2 separate regions of the Oryctolagus cuniculus genome follow, and region 2 is linked to region 1. Evidence: chromatin contacts called from public Hi-C data. All regions are on one chromosome and are shown on one strand. Each heading gives the region's core, a stretch centred on a gene start, on an enhancer-like site or on the middle of the called end of the contact. The rest is flanking DNA. Distances are from core to core; before and after follow the strand shown. Region 1 holds the start of LOC100342906 (prothymosin alpha). Region 2 overlaps ITIH5 (inter-alpha-trypsin inhibitor heavy chain 5).

The links. Hi-C and Micro-C count contacts between places; a contact is called where the count stands out from the background.
Region 2: a Hi-C map of an unstated tissue shows a contact between it and region 1, with 4 times the contacts expected there. The contact joins the enhancer-like site here to the promoter of LOC100342906 in region 1. A contact is called at or near these places in 2 of 6 Hi-C or Micro-C datasets (skin fibroblasts and an unstated tissue).

Annotation. Positions count from the first base shown.
Region 1 is chr13:75,628,681-75,634,167 of mOryCun1.1, reverse strand. LOC100342906 (prothymosin alpha) reads right to left here and starts at 2,672. Exons shown (of 1, transcript XM_002717620.5): 1 at 1,713-2,672. The coding sequence starts at 2,580. The coding sequence ends at 2,248.
Region 2 is chr13:75,729,692-75,735,178 of mOryCun1.1, reverse strand. The region is part of intron 8 of ITIH5 (inter-alpha-trypsin inhibitor heavy chain 5); the gene reads right to left. Among named protein-coding and RNA genes, the nearest start is that of ITIH5, 83 kb to the right of the region's middle. Within about 2 kb of position 2,623, at least 3 of the 8 cell types and tissues checked have an H3K27ac peak or open chromatin away from gene starts, as enhancers often do.

The DNA of each region.
Region 1 (5,487 bases), core at 1,423-3,922:
TAAATTCTTGGAGACATTTGCACCTGAAGGTCCCCAAAGCAAACATATAATCCTGCTAGAATGTCTCAAACACCTGTTGACTGGGTTAGTTCTTAAGAGTTAGGGTCATCATAAAAGTCTATATGGCTGCATTCAAGCACTGTGATAAAAATTAAATGTAAGCATCAATTACGTGACCAATGCAGAATAAAGGCGGCCAGAGTCGACATGCTGATAAAAGTGAACATTTATTTTCCTCACTTGAGAGGCACTGTTGTAAGTGCCTCACGTATATTAACTCATTTAACGCTCTTAACAGCTGAACAAGGGAGATGCTCTGTTGTCCCTCCATCAGAGATAAGGAAACGAAGGCAGAGAGAAGGGTGCGAACCTGCCGGAGCTCACATGCCTGGTCAGTGATGGCCTAAGGCAGCTCATTCTGCTTTTCTTCTTCTTCCCCGAAGATGGCTTGAACCCTCAGAATTTGAGCATGTGTGTGCGTACACATATATGTGAATGCCCCCAACACATGCATTTGCTTACTGCCAGTTTATAAAATCTGTGACATTACAAGCTCCTCTTCAATGTCGCTCCCTAAGTTATGTACCAACTGATTGTGTATAAATTGTCATTGGTTTAAATTTCTAGTGAAATTTATTCAATTTTCCTGTCATCCCCTTCCTTTTTTCTTTTTTGATGCCTCATCCTTAAGACTCCCTCCCATCCGATCTTGGTTTCTTCTGGCTTTTCCACCATCCCTTGCTCATTGCCAAACTTTAAACTAAAACTCTTAATAGAGTGGGCACTGTCGTGTAGCGAGTTAAGCCACCATCTGCAACGCCAGCATCCCATATGAGTGTTGGTTCTTGTCCTGGCTGCTCCACTTCCAATCCAACTCCCTGCTAATGGCCTGGGAAAAGCAATGGAAGATGGCCCAAGTGCTTGGGCCCCTGCACCGACATGGGAGACCTGGAAGAAGCTCGGGGCTCCTGTCTTCAGCCTGATCCAGTCCCAGCATCTACAGCCATTTGAGCAGTAAACCAAAGGGTGGAAAACTTTCTCTCTCTTTCTCTCTCTCTCTCTCTCTCTCTCTCTCTCTCTCTGTGTGTGTGTGTGTGTCCCTATCTCTCTGTGACTCTGACTTCCAAATAAATAAATAAATCTTTAAAAAAAAACTTTTAGCAACAAAGCTCCTAACTAGCTTCCCTTCTGATTTGTCTCCTCTTTTTGTATTAATGTTTATTTATTTTCATCTACTTGAAAGGCAGAGTGACAGAGAAAGAGACAAAGAGATTTTCTATTCGCTGGCTCCTCCCCAAATACCTTCCACATACAAGGCTGGGAGAGGCTGAAGGAGGAGCCCAGAACTCCATTCAGGTCTCCCACATGAGTGGCAAGGGCCCCAAGCACCTCAGCCATCATCTGCTGCCTTCCATAATGCATTGCATTAGCAGGAAGCTAGATTGGAAACAGAGCAGCCAGGACTTGAACCAGAGCTCTGATACGGAACACACACATTCCAAGAAGCAGCCTAACCCACTATGCTGCAATGCCAGCCCCTGGTTTTTCTCCTCTTGAATAGACTTTTGACACTAGTACCAGAATTATCTTTTTTGTTGTTGTTGTTAGAACAACTCAGCAAAATAAAATTCCAGTTTATTGTTGGACAACATTGTTTCACACATACATCAAACAGGCCAAAAAAAATAAACAGCAACTTCATAGACAAAAAAAAAGGAAAAAAAGAAACCTTTTATCTTTGGCCTTTTTAACCATCTCATACAAACCAACTACTTATAGTACAGCTAAGTACATACACAAAAAAAGTTACTGGAATGCTCGGAATAAGATTTTTTTTTGTTGTCGTTTTTGCTTTTTTTACAAGGTTTTTTTTCTCCTTTGAGATTAGAATGAACATGGTCACACCACAAGTAAAGTCAGAAGTAGGACAGAGGACGCTCGAAGGCTGGTCTGGTCATCCGAGATCATTAAAAATGGCTGACCCCTAACAATATGTACAAAAATATAAAATGTAAATAAAAAATACAAACAAATTTTCCTTTTTAAAGTACTTTTAAGAAAGAAAGCAGGGCCTGGAGTTTGGTGCTGTCCCTCCCCTGTTGCGAATTCACTGGGTTTGTGGGCGTGAGCGCTGCGTCCGCAGGGGCGCGGGCGGCCTCTACTCGGAGGTGACCACGTTGGGGGAGACGGGAGTGAGGGTGGAAGGTCACGGGGCCTCGGGTTCACGGGTGCCTTCTGCCTTGCGGTCTAGTCATCCTCGTCGGTCTTCTGCTTCTTGGTGTCCACGTCGTCCTCCTCGTCATCCTCAGCTGCCCGCTTGCCTGTAGCCGCCTCGGCCTCCTCGTCTTCGTCTCCGTCCTCTTCCTCACCATCGCCCTCTTCCTCCTCCTCTTCCTCCTCGCCACCTTCCTCCTCTTCCTCGTCTACCTCGTTGTCCGCCTCCTGCTCCCCGTTCTCCTCATTGGCGTTGCCGTTGGCGGGGGCGTCTCTCCCATTCTCCGCCTCCTCCACCACTTCCTTCTTCTCCTTCAAGTCCTTGGTGGTGATCTCGGAGCTGGTGTCCACGGCCGCGTCGGACATGGTGGGGCACGCCGGGGATCCGAGGCAGCGGACTCGAGAGAAAGCGGGCGTTCGGGGGCTCTGGCGACAAAGCTGCTGGAGTCCGCTGCAGCGAGCGGGGAGCCGGGCCCCGGAACAATGCAAAGATGGCTTTTCAGAGCAGCCAGTGGGGGCCAGAATTATCTTTTTACTTGTAAAAACAAAGCTAATGCAGTTTGAAGTAGGTATCAGGTACTGTTACAAAGATATTGTTAGTTGTGTAAGCTGTGATAAAGCTTCATGGTCACACTAAGCGATGTTCTTCATAGTATCTGCGCATCAACACATCCTGCAGTGATGGCGAGTATAGTGACTTGATATCTGTGATGTGTTTGAAACTACTCCAGGAACAAAAAAGTTGGCCAAGTTGTCAGTACCTGGGCTGGCGTTGTGGTATAGCAGGTGAAAGCCTCTGCCCGAGACCCCCAGCATCCCACAGGGGCACCAGTTCCCAGCAGCTCCACTTCCAATCTGGCTCCCTGCTAACGTGCCTGGGAAAGCAGTGGCGGATGGCCCAAGTCCTTGGGCCTCTGCACCCATGTGGGAGACCAGGAAGACACTCTGGGCTCCTGGCTTCAACCCAGCCCAGCCCCAGCCATTGTGGCCATTTGGGGAGTGAACTAGTGGATGGAAGACCTCTCTCTCTCTCTCAGTGTGTGTGTGTGTGTGTGTGTGTCTCCTTCTCTGTAACTCTGCCTTTCAAATAAATAAATAGCTGTTTTTAAAAAATTGTTGGTGATTATTAAAGTGGTTATCCTGGAAACTCCATGCTAATCTTTTTTTCTCTTACTTGTGTTTTGAATTTTCCTATAATAATTTTTTTAAAACTCTGATCCTATCAGATGATATGCTCAGTAACGTGGAGCAGAATACCCAATAGACAGTGTCAACTTCATTCTGATATTTATTTTTTAAAGATTTATTTATTTATTTGAAAGGCAGAATTATATAGGGAGGCAGAGGCAGACAGAGAGAGGTCTTCCATTTGCTGGTTCACTCCCTAATTGGCTGCAAAAGCCAGGAGCCAGAAGCTTCTTCCAAGTCTCCCACGTCGGTGCAGGAGCCCAAGCACTTGGGCCATCTTCCACTGCTTCCCCAAGCCATAACAGAGAGCTGGATCAGAAGGGGAGCAGCCAGGACTCGAACTAGCACCCATGTGGAATGCTGGCACTACAGGCAGCAGCTTTACCCACTATGCTACACCACCAGCCACTGATATCTATTTTATAAGGTTTATTTTATTTGTTTATTTGAAAGAGTTACAGAGAGAGTGAAAGAGAGGGATTGTCCATCTACAGGTTCACTCCCCAGAAAAAAACAGGAGCCTGGAATGCCATTTGGATCTCCCATCTGGGGGCAAGGGTCCAGATACTTCAGCCGGGACTCTAACCAGCACTGAAATAGGATATCAGTGTCTCAGACGGTGGCTGACCTTGCTGCCCTACAGCACTGGCCCCTGTGATATTTATATTTCAGGTAACAAAAATTCCAGACATAGCGGTTGCTGCCATTGATCCAATTCTCCCACCTACTACTCACATTATTTTTCTCTTGCTGACTTGTATGAATCTTTCATGCTCTTCCTTGCCACAGGAAGAAGGTTGCTTTAGCTGCAGGTGTTATGCCATGTGAGAGACAGGAAAGGGAGCGAGAGAATCTCCAGTTGTCTCTGCCTTTGTTTCCAGACAGCAAAAACTCTCTGAAGCCACTCAGCAGACTTCTCACAAGACCACCGCCACCCGCGAAGGGTAGGGAGAGTTGAACCTATGGCAAAGCAGACATGGGGCCAGCGCTGTGGCGTAGCAGGTAAAGTGGCCGCCTGCAGTGCTCGCATCCCATATGGGCACCAGTTCGAATCTCAGCTGCTCCACTTCCAAACCAGCTCTCTGCTGTGGCCTGGGAAAGCAATAGAAGATGGCCCAAGTGCTTGGCCCCTGCACCTGTATGGGAGACCTGGAAGAAGCTCCTGGCTCCTGGCTCCTGGCTTCAGATTGGCACAGTTCCGGCTGTTGCGGTCAACTGGGGAGTGAACCAGAGGATGGAAGACCTCTCTCTCTCTCTCTCTCTCTCTCTGCCTCTCCTTCTCTCTGTGTGTAACTCTAACTTTTAAATACATAAATAAATAAATCTTTTTTAAAAATTACCATGACAGGTATTGGCCATGCATGACTCATTACCTAGAAGTGGACACACTGCTTCCTTGAATGAAGCTGGCGCAATGGCTGTTGAGGAACTGTTTCTGCCACACCCCGTTTTGCCTGTGGAATACGCCAGTAGGACTTTCATGGGTCTGCACACTGTCTAGGCCCACACTCTCTCTCCAATCATATTTTGCCATCATCTCCATACTGCATTCATTCTGGCACCCGTAGACCCCACCAGCATGCCCACGTAGCCCTGCTCAGGGTCTTTTGTTTATGCTGTTCCTACCGCAGAGAATTCTTCCTCCACTCCCACTCGTTGAGCCCTTCCTATCTGGGGGAGCTCTGTTCATGTGCTCCTTCCTCCTTTCCAGAGTACCACAGTCATTAGCATCACCTGCTGTGCTTCTTCATGGTTTAATTGTGTGATCCTACACCCTCCACGGAACTCCTAGGTTCCATAAGGCAGGAGTCACACCTTACCCATTGTCATCACCCTCTAAGTTGCCCACAGGGACCAACACAGTACCCAGCACACAATAGGTCCTTGAAACATTTTTGTGCAACTGACCCCTATGGTGAGTTCATTAGCGATGTGAAGGATCCTATCATAGTGATAATGACTACTAGTACTTGTATAGCAACAATTATGTTCCATGCAATGTTTGAAATGCTTGGCCAAGAGTGAGTTTTCAGAATAACTCTGTGAGGGGGATATCATCATTCCTACTTAACGTACAGATAAGGG
Region 2 (5,487 bases), core at 1,374-3,873, 100 kb before region 1:
TCCTACAGATTCAACACACTGAAAACTGGAAACTTTATTCTCTGACCAAAACCTGACTCTCCTTGCTGCAGGAGTTCAAGTCAGAAACCTGCACACCATGTCCAGTCTTCTTTCTGCCCCATTTCTAACCCTCTGATCCTTTAGCACCCAACCATAGAATTCTAATTCCTCTTCAAAATATCCCTGTGGTCATAATCTTTGCTATATTTGTTAGTATAAAAATATTATTTTTATAAGGTCAGAAGATAAACTCACAAAATCCCACCCAGCCAGAGACAACTACTATTAAAATGCTGATATACCACATACCCCTTCAGAAACTTTCTTTGCAAATGTGGATAGATACATGTGCATGTGTATTGTGTGTGTATACATGGGTACCTGTGTGTGCCTGTGTGTGATTTTAAAGGAAAGGGGATCATAAATATATCATGCTATAAAGTTTTTGTTTATCGTGTACAGTTCTCATGTCAATAGATAAATGTGCAAGGATATTCAAAAGTTAATAGAAAATATACTTATGAAAAAATTGCATGGATATCATAATTTTTTACACCAAAATATACTTATCTTCTAATCCTATTGCCCACCAGTCATTTAGAGTACCTTCATGTCCACACCATTTTAGTGGTAGCACGATATTTTGCTGCATACACATGCCTAACTTTAATATTTCTGAATGCTTCAGCAGCGCTGCCATGAAGCTCATCATTCACATATTTGTGTTCACCATCTCCTTAAGGTGAATTCCCTTACATGGGATTGGAGTGACAAAGGGCTTGTACTTTTGGAAGGACAATGTGTTCTGTTGCTGCCAGAGTTAGATTTTCAACCTCCTTCCACTGCCCTCAGCATAAAGTTTAAGCTCTCTTTTTAGACACAAACTCCCCCGTAACATTAATAGTCCCCATCTATTGTTCCAGCTTTTATTCTCTGCTATTTCCACTCCCACTACAGACTCTGAAGTCTGGTTTCCCCACTGTGCCTTGACACATCATGCTTTTTCCTGATCCCCTGCCTTTGCACAAACTGCTCTGCCCTCTTTCCCCTCTTCTCCAGCTACTCAACGATGGTTTTGTCCTTCAGGACCTGTCTGACATATGCCCTCCTTGGTGAAGCCATCCCTAACTCGGCCATGAAGACAGGTACCAGCTCCATCCTCTGCCCTCCGCACCGGATGCACACATCCACTGTGGCACTTCCGTGTTGTCTTCGCCTTGCCACTTCACGTGTTTTCCCATCTCAGGAGTTCTGCTTCTGCTGTTTCATGTCCCTGAAATACTCCTTCACAACCTACACGGAAGCTGCTTCCCTCTCACCCTTGAGATCCGAGTCCACCTTTATATTCCAAGGGAGCCCATCCTTGTCTCCCCACCCCTCTGGGTTCTTTCTCTATGTCATGGGTCCCCTGTTCTTTGAATCAAAATATTGATTAAAAATACACTTCTCTGTGCATTCACTCATCTGTCCATCTCACGTCTATGCTTCTGAGCTCAGGGATTTTTTTTTTCTGTTTTGTCAGTCATTCCATATATAATACCCAGCAGTGCATGGCCTGGAAGAAATGCTGGATAAATGTCTCCTGAATAAGTGAGTGGAAAATAAATTGCCCATCTGTCCCACCAGCTAGGATGCTCCTCAAAACAGCTGTCCTCTGGATGGCCCAAGTCCTTGGGCCCTGCGCCCGCATGGGAGACCAGGAGGAAGCACCTGGCTCCTGGCTTTGGATTGGCATAACTCCGGCCGCAGCAGCCATTTGGGGGGTGAACCAACGGCAAAAGGAAGACCTTTCTCCCTGTCTCTCTCTCTCTCACTGTCCACTCTGCCTGTCAAAACAAACAAACAAAAAAACCAGCTGTCCTCTGGCTTCTCGCAATTTCCTGAAACAGAAATAAAGATAGAGAAGAGAAACAGAGAGAGAGAGTACAAAGACTCCAAGAGAGACAGAGAAAGGGGGTAGGGGTCTGTTGGTGCAGGCAAGGAACATGAGGACAACACAGCTGGGTCCTTAGACCCTGAGATACTTCCCCCAGACGGAGAGCATGCAGGAAGTTCATAGTGACAGCAGTGATCCACCAATAACTCAGCTCAGTGCACTCAGCAGATGCCGGTTGGGAGCTCCAGTGTGGCCCCAGGCAGCCTCAGCCAGGGATCCAGCAGCACTGGGCTCCTGGCTCTTCCTTCCACTTAGAGCCAACAAGCTCCTGCGAGAGCATTGTCCTGCGAGAGCATCAGGTGCACTCAGTCTCACCCCTTGGCAAAATGTGCAGATTCCAGGAGGTCTCAGGACGCGGTGGACAGGGGCACGCAGCAGAAGCTGGCTGTGAGGCAGCACTTCCTGGAACCCTGCTCTGAGGCTCTGCTGGGACCCAGAGCTGGCTGGGCTGCCCGGGGTGGGGCTGAGGAAGGGGGCCTTTGTCAGAGACTGCTTTGTAGTCAGCAGCTGGCCTCTTTAGGGAGCCTTAAATAGCGTGCAACAGACCTGGAGAAGAACCAGCCAGGCTCCTCTGCTGGTGTTTCCCCCGTCGTGATGGACATTCAGCTTTGGGAATGGTTGTTCAAGCCTCTACCCCTCCTCCCCTCGGCTCAGCGACTCCAGGTTCCTTATGACCTTGTAAGGCCTCCACTGTGACTTATCCTCGTGTGCACTGAGGGAAGGCAGGCTCTCACTTGCTCCATTTCCCATTGCATTAGAGCCATTTGGATGGCCTCCTACCCCTGATCCCAGAGGGACCCAGGCAGAAGTTGCTGCTGCTGTCGCTGTCTCCACCCTCTATTAACTCCTTTTTTAAATTTTTAATTTTAGTTCGTTTTTATCAGATTCAATGTTATCTGTAGATACAATTCTAAGAACATAATGATATTCCCTCCCTCCCCGCTTCCCCCACTTTCCCTCCTTCCCTCCCTCCCTCCCTCCTTCTCCTTGTTAACTCTTGACTTGCTCTTCCCTGCCCCTCCACGGACTGCTCAGCCCCAGAGCTCTGCCTTCTGTCCAGGGCTTCAGAGGAATGTGGAAGGCGAGTGTCCACGCACCAGAGTGGAGGAGAGGGAGCTCCTGCTGATCTTCCTGCACACTGTGTTTATGTGCCAAGATTAACAGAAACTACTCAGACGTTGTCCTAGAGTACAGTCCAGAGGATGGAGTAAGCACATTCCAGAAAGATCAGAGGAAGTGCAGAGAGGCAGTGGATGTGTAACCCAACTACTCTGAAGACCTGAACTGCCCTGAAGCAGAGGGGCATCATGGGAGAGGTTGCATTAGACCCCCTTTAACGCGTTGCCCCCAAACCTGAGATCACAGAATCACAACCAACAAGAGCCTTAGACATTTCCAGTACAGGCAGGTGGGCCACTTACCCTCAATGCCCTTTCCCAATTAAGCTTGAGCATACCCCAGGAAGCCATACACCTGGGACTTTTTCCCCTATCCCCAAGGCTCCCTCTAGTGGCCTTACATACTAGAAACAAGGAATCCCACACACACTACTTAGACAAAGCAATGATGCCCCCAAATTGTTTTTTTGTTTTTTGTTTGTTTGTTTTTGCATAGGTGATCATAGAAGACTAAAAATGTTTTCATTGGCCATAGACACATAAAATTAATGATGTGTTATTTTGTATGCAAAATTAAGTATTGCACTGAGTTTCAGTGGAGATGGACACACTTGTGGGCATAGGTCTGATCAGTGAGAGGGACTAAATTTTGATATCAGAAAATTACATTTGTTCTTGAGGACCATAGGAACAGTTCCAACAAATCATCATCCTCTCTTGTCTTTTTGTTCCTAGACAGAGGAGTTAATAAGTCTCCGGCACAGTAGGCAATTGTGAAGAGGCAGGAAGATCAAACCACGTGCCTATGGAAACAAAAATTAGTCTGGCATGAGGGGCCTTGCTGAGAAGGAAAACAGGATTCTTAAAGAGATCTACAAGCCAGAAGAAGCACAGTGTGTTTCCCCTCTGGACTGTGTGCCCAGTCCTGGGGGCACTCACCCATGGCCGATGGGAATCTATCTACTCTCTACTGATACAATCTGCAAACAGTGCTCCTTATATGTAGTCATAAGACAGCTTTAAAAAATTCCAGATTGTGTTTGGAAGGAGAGAGAAAAGGTACACCAACACAAGGATACATGAGAAGGGTGTATTTCTTATTATTTGGGTACTGAAGAAGTACCTTGGCCCCGGAGCAGATCTTGGACAAGGTTCCTTCTAATCCCAGCTATTTAGAATCTCAAAAGATAGGGATTGTTCTCTGCTTAAAACTAGCTTATGGTGATGAATTCCTCTTCTTATATGTACTTTCCTTGGATTAAGTGGAGAAAAGAAGTATTTCTTTTAAAAACAGTGTCTTGGAAGTTCATTCCAGCTCTGCCTTAGGTTTACTATTAAGTCAGTCTTTTAATCTCTCTTCATTTAAATTCTTCCAGGCACAAAGCGGGACACAAATAAATTAAATTCTCTCCTGCAGATTCTTCATCCATGCCACATTGTTAGCAGTAGTCTTTCTTGTTCTAGTGGGTCATCAGGAAGGGAAATTATAGAGTCTTGTCTAATGGTGCCTTTAGACAGAAGAGCTGAGCTCCAGATACGCAGTCACCATCCCATTCTTCACTCCCAGGGAAGGGAGTGTCCTGCATTAAGCAGTATCAGGAATAAGGGATAGAATCGTTCCTTCCCTTCCTCTCTGTCTTCCCTATGACACTGTGCCAAAGCAACTAGGTGAAGGCTCATGGCATGCAGGCTCATGGCACAGCTGTCAAAGGAGTCAGTGTTCACTGTCAATCACCATGTCATGAGTGATGAGTAAATATTTCCTGAGTAGAAAAGCATTACTAGCAAGACCCTCAGAGAGAGAAGTCAGTGGAGCCCCTGAAAAACCCAGCTGTCCCGAGTCTTTCCTTCCACTTCTTCAGGCTACTCATGGATGCAGCTTTTCTCAAATACCTCTGTGTCTGTGTCAAACCACACTCAACAGGAACTCACTCTGACACAAAAGACTTTTGTACCACAAACCCTATGTTGCTGGGCACAGGCAAGGGAAGCCCATGATGTCATAGATGAACCCAAGTTCAAGGGAATTAGTTATTAGTCATCCCATGTTTCTAACACAATGATGGAGCTGTTCTAGGGAGTCCCATCGCTTGCTTCATTCTAAAATGTTTACTGAAGAGTTGACATTTTCTCTTTCATGGGTCCACACAATCCTTTTGAATGAACCCAAAAGAAAGATCTTCTAGGATGAACAGTTTGAAATAATACAACAAAGGAATCAAAGGCCTTCTAAAAGTCTGATTTGGTAGATTGAAGCGAATCACGAAGAACAAATACACATCATGAAAACAACCCCAAGTTTTGGAGAGACAATATTGGAAAATGGAATATTCCCAGGAAACCTGAGGCTACATGTCAGCCTTCACCCTTTCAAAGGTGAGCAGAAACAATGGACAACAGAGGGAAGAGACAAAAATGAATCTGTGTTGTCCT